2 separate regions of the Ovis aries genome follow, and region 1 is linked to region 2. A link is a contact called in public Hi-C data. All regions are on one chromosome and are shown on one strand. The core of a region is the stretch at or near the end of the contact, and the rest is flanking DNA. Distances in the headings are between cores, read along the strand shown.

The links. A called contact is a pair of places that touch in the nucleus more often than the background predicts.
Region 1: a contact with region 2 is called in a Hi-C map of tail adipose tissue, with 2.1 times the contacts expected there. The contact joins two enhancer-like sites. A contact is called at or near these places in 6 of 16 Hi-C or Micro-C datasets (blood, hypothalamus, liver and 3 more).

What each region holds. Positions count from the first base shown.
Region 1 is chr2:234,709,688-234,712,387 of ARS-UI_Ramb_v3.0, reverse strand. RNF19B (ring finger protein 19B) reads right to left here. Exons shown (of 9, transcript XM_027965330.3): 2 at 2,282-2,487; 3 at 957-1,101. Among named protein-coding and RNA genes, the nearest start is that of RNF19B, 13 kb to the right of the region's middle. Within about 2 kb of position 1,312, at least 4 of the 54 cell types and tissues checked have an H3K27ac peak or open chromatin away from gene starts, as enhancers often do. A contact at or near this core is called in tail adipose tissue, where this site is marked.
Region 2 is chr2:234,649,617-234,652,316 of ARS-UI_Ramb_v3.0, reverse strand. It overlaps AK2 (adenylate kinase 2), which reads right to left. Exons shown (of 6, transcript XM_012148993.4): 5 at 331-403. Among named protein-coding and RNA genes, the nearest start is that of AK2, 17 kb to the right of the region's middle. Within about 2 kb of position 1,331, at least 4 of the 54 cell types and tissues checked have an H3K27ac peak or open chromatin away from gene starts, as enhancers often do. A contact at or near this core is called in tail adipose tissue, where this site is marked.

The DNA.
Region 1 (2,700 bases), core at 63-2,562, 60 kb before region 2:
CAATATTTCAATGACTACTACATCCAAGGAATTGTAAAAAGGTTAACATCGGCCTTAAGATTCATAATATAGCTTAACAAAATTAGACATGTAAACGAAGTAAAAGTCATAATGTTTATAAAGGAACATGTAAAGAATGTCAGTAAAGAAGAATGAGGCAGAAAAAGCTGGGGGAAGGCATCACAGATGGAATGGCATTTAAAGTGGCTCTTGAAGACTGGATAAGAACTGAACAAGTTGAGATAAAATGAGGTTGCTGGGAGGTGAGGTGATTAGAAGGCATTCCAGGCAAAGCAAAGAACATGAACGGTCAGGGAGCTAACAGCACAGAAGAGACACAGATAATTTGGGATATAGTATTTATGAAAGCAAAATGGAAAAAGGTAGAAAGTATACTGGGGCCAGACTGTAAAAAAAAACCTTAAAAGCCATCCCTAAGGAAGTTGAACTCTATCTGGAAGGTAAGGGAATACAGTCACTGGAAGTTGCTGAGCTGGAGAAAAACATGATTGGAAGGGTGTTTCAGAGGAAGTTTTTAAAGCTTCCTTATGCTGTAATGAGAGGACAGATGATGTCTCTTTGACATCCTTTTCCCTCAGTCAGTAAGAGACGAAGACTACAAATAAAAACAATGGACCTACTGCTTTTATGGTCTTGTTCTCTTACTGATGTCAGAGGGAAGGGTGAGATGAACTGGGAGAGCAGGACTGACATATATACACCACTGTGTGTGACACAGACACTAATGAGAAGAGGCAGGACAGCACAGGGAGCTCAGCTTGGTGCCCTATGACCACCTAGAGGGCTGGGATGGCGGAGGCAGAAGGGACGTTCGAGAGGGAGGGGATGTAAGTGTACATTTTAGCTGACTTATTTACTTCATTGCACAGCAGAGACTAATACAACACTGTAAAGCAATTATACTCCAAAAAAAAAAGGACACTTTCTCATCTCACCTGAGGTAATGCAAGTCTGAGATCTCTTTCATACAAAGCCAACAGAATTCACAGCCACACACCGCGCAGGTCATATGATTACAGCTTCCATCATTCATCTTGATAATGTAAGCACTGCATCGTGGGCATGGCTTAATGTCGTCTGCTGAGGGGAGGGAGAAAGAGTGTGTAGAAAAATACCCTTACTTAAACCTAGTTTGGTTTTATTATTCCCAGGAGTATGCATAAGAAATGAGACAGTCAAGAATTCCTGACTGAGGACTCCAGATTGCGCAACCCACTTCGCTGGAAGGCTGGCTACGTCTAGACCTCAGGAAATTTCATAAAACGGATCGTGTCTCCTATTGAGCTGCCTATCCCCCAAACTGGCATCGTCAACAGCACGTGAGCCATACTCTGAGCAAAGAGACTTCCCTAGAGAGAAAGATGGTTCCAAGAAAAATGGAATTTCAGCAGTCAATAGGCTGGCAGAATGAAAAGCACAGTTCCACAGGAAGAACAGTCTATAGCCTGCATTTGGCTTTAAGTCTTGAAAAATCTTAGTTCAGGAAACTCCTTTCACAGGTTCAACAAGTATTACTGCGGTTTGTTGTTAATATAATCCACAGCCTCTTGCCATGATACTTTAAAATTCAAAACCTAAAAACAAGTATGTGTGCTAAGTAGCATACACCTGGTAATTTTCACAGCAAGCTAGGAACTAACCTATTAAAAACAAAAAGGAGATTAGGTTGTGCCAGGAAAAAGTGAATGGTAAATCTTTCCTTCCAGCTTCTCTCAAATGACAACAGTGAAATTAAGCACATTTATAAAAGGTAGTAAGCCCACTGACATTTTAAAATAGGTTTCCTTTGACATGTCAAGGTTGAAACTGAATGTGTGATATTCCTTCTTTTAAGGTTAATCATTAATCCATACCAACATCGCTTGCTTTCCTCAAATCTGTACCCTACTTCCAAAAACAGTGACGTACTTAAAGCTAGTAGGAAAACAGTATAGGTTTAATACTAAATGTCTTTCTGCTCACGATGAAAGGACTGAAAAAGCCCCTAGCAAAAGTACCTAACTGCTCTCCAATCTGAGACATATTACTAAGAAGGTAGAAACTACAGAATTCAGTTTTACTTTATTCCAATTCACCTGGGTTGGACAGCCTATAAATGGCTAGAGAGAGAAGCTACATATTAAATATACTATTGAGAGTATTACCAAATAGTTTCTGCTTTCTAATGCTTGAGTCATACATTAAGGTAATCTCTCCCAACTTTGGGCTCACATTATGAAATATCAAATAAAGAGACAAATGAGACTACGCCAACTTATACCTGGTCCAGATTCTTGTCCATAACTAAGACCTGAAGTGTGCTTGGTGCGGACTCGCAACGTCTGTGCCCTCTGCTGACGGGCCATATCGCATGTCTGATTTGGATGCCATATTTGCTTGCAGTGGTAACAGAACTCAGTCTGGCAGCCTTCCCTCTCACAGGTCAGCTTTGGGCAGCTGGCACAGCCATAAGCAATAACTGCATACCTGGGTAAGGAAATAGGACAAGATATAAATAAGCTAAGACATTATGCATTGGTTCCAGTGGGGTAACACTGTTTGGTGTCCCCCACCAGTTCATATGGTATAGAGGAAAGAACACACATATGTGTAACACGCACGCATATTCTGTGTGAGAAAGTTCCAACCAGAATTTGAACCCATGTCCCCTGCAGTGGAAACACAGAGTCTTAACCATTG
Region 2 (2,700 bases), core at 82-2,581:
TCCAAGCAGCCTTCTCCTCCTGATTAGTTCACCGTTGAGGTTCCCATGATGCCAGGAAGGGGCTGCTCTGGCAAAACAGGTACAAACTGGGCACCATCAAGTAGCTGGCATTGGTGGCTACCTCAAGGTCAAACAATAAATCACCTGGAGGGACACTTTAAAGATGAGCCACAGTCCATGTGATTTACGTAACAGTGAGACTTCTCATAGTTTAATGATGGTGGTAAGAATAGAGGGAAAATGGGAAGAACAAAAGGAAGAAAAAAAGAAGAAAATGTGAAGTAAGAAAGAAGGAAAGAAAAGGACATTTCCCGCCCTGAATTTACATACATCATCTTTCATGGATTCCTTTGGGGGGTTGAACTCCTCGTGGTAGGAGCGGCCACTCGGGGGGTGAATCAGTCTGCAAGACAGCAAATGAACATCAATCAGGCTGCTGGAACTCCAGGGGTCTCCAAGACCACAGGCACAGACAGAGAAGCTGGATGCAACGACTTTAATCCAGCAGAGAAACCAGTTACAGGCATCCCTTGCTTAGGAAAATAACTGGGCTTAGACCAGAGTATCTTTTCTCTTTTGACCCAACATTAAAATAAGTGGCTGGCCGGCTGGCGGCTGGCATGACAGCCTGTGGGCTGTGTGTCCCATAGGTCTCACACAGCCACCCATGCATTCACCTGTTCATTCAACAAGTGCTGACTAACTGCCTAGTCCAGTTCAGGTCTTGAGCTGAATCCAGGGGCTACAGAGAAGTGAGTCAAGATCCCTGGTCAAAAACAGTGCTTAACATAGAGAGGGAGACAAATGCGGAAATAAGTAACTACAGTAGATGTGGTAATCCTTTAACATAGACTTGGACAACGTGCCATGGGGGACAGAGGACAGAGAGACTACCCTTATTTTCTAACCTACTTTGGGTAAAAAACAAGAAAGGAGCGATAAGAAAACACACGTGCTATGGACGCAGATGCCACACCTCTATGGCACAATGCCGCACACCTCTGTGACCAGAGACACAGACAGCCCAGCCATCAGAAGGCAATACTCAAGGTGTCAAGAAAACTGACATCTAAGTCACAGAACAAAGAGCTCAAGAAGAAGCTTTTATCTGGCACAGGATATGTAGCTGGCAGCTGCATCTCTGCCATGCCCCCTTAAGCAATAAGCCCATGCCCCTGACTGGCAGTGGCCACATCACAGGAGCCCCGAAACCTAACAAGGGAAGGACACAGGCCAAATGCTGCTCCGCGGCTAGGGCCCCTCTTGAGTTCCTGTGGTCTCCCAATTCTATGCCAACCAAGATTTGCTTATTTAACCGACGGCTGCTCTCCTCATGAAGTCTGTTAGACCAGAGCTTCCCAACATTTTCTACCTCTTGGCAGGCACAGAAAGTACTCAGCGTGCTTGCTCTGGTGGCAGAGGGGGTCAGTATTTCAGCACATCAGTTGGGAAAGTCTGAGTCAGACTTCTGAAGCTACACACATTTACACACAAAATGCGGCACTGTGTTTTCATGACAGCATACTTTTGGAGGGCCAAGGGGTCCATTTATAGAATAAGGTGGTCGGGCGACAAGCGACTGCAATCACACAGCCCAAGGTTGAGCCTTTCTTTGAGTTGCTGGAGGGGTTCCTCTGGTGCATTCACTGGAAATGATGCCCACTGGAAGACCCAGAGAGAAGAGCAGGAGCTGGGGCTCAACTACAGCTTTCTCTTTGGGAAGGGCTGGGGCATGAGATGGGGACCATGTTTCTTTTTTTCTGGCTGAACCTCACAGAATGTGGGATCTTAGTTCCTCAACCAGGATCTGAACCCATGCCCCCAAGCATGAAGTCTTAACCACTGGACCACCAGGGAAGTCCCTGGACCATGTTTCATCACCTTCTGCATAGCACAGGGCACACAGCAGCCAGGCTGCAACAAACACAACTCTCTCCTCTCCACGTCTCTACATCAGCCCTCGCTCACTCTCAGATTCCCCCAGCCCTCCAGCTACGTATAAACACACTGCTCCTTCTCCACCCCCAAATATCATTTTAAGAAGAATGCAAGACTCATTTCCTAGAAGGGAAAAGAAACCAATCTCCAAGTTCTTAAAATGGGACTGGTCTCAAGGACCAAAGTACCAAAACAGCTCTTAGAGCCACGGAGCCTGGCCTGGAGGTGAAGATGTGGGGGGACCAGGCTGGGATGCTAGAGTCACTGCTGCCTTGGCTGTGATACTTCAGACACCTGTGTTCTCATCCACAGAATGGCAATGGCACAAGACGTAAGAAACCAACGAAACCAGAGAGCCAACACTGAACAGGTTAAAACAAAACCTACCAGCCACACTTATGGCAAGGAATAAAATAATCACCCATAAAATTATTAGAAGTGAGGCCTGAGCCAATTCAATCTTGTCGTGTCAGATAAGATCCGTATTAAACTGGTTAGTTCCCCACTCTCTTTCTGGCAACCATCAGCACAGTGGACGATGAGGCAGAAAGCAGCTTTTGGTGCCTGTTCTGCCACTGACATACATACAATTGGACTTGGAAAAGCACTTTCACACAGTCTGACCTGTTCTGTTTCCTCCTCTGTGAGGAAAGCACTCACTTTCAAACCAAGAGACTGAGCCTTCCCTCTGTCGCCATCTACAATTGTGTAGTTTGTTCTCAGAATCTCTCGGTTCCCCACCAGCCAACTTTAGCCTCGTCA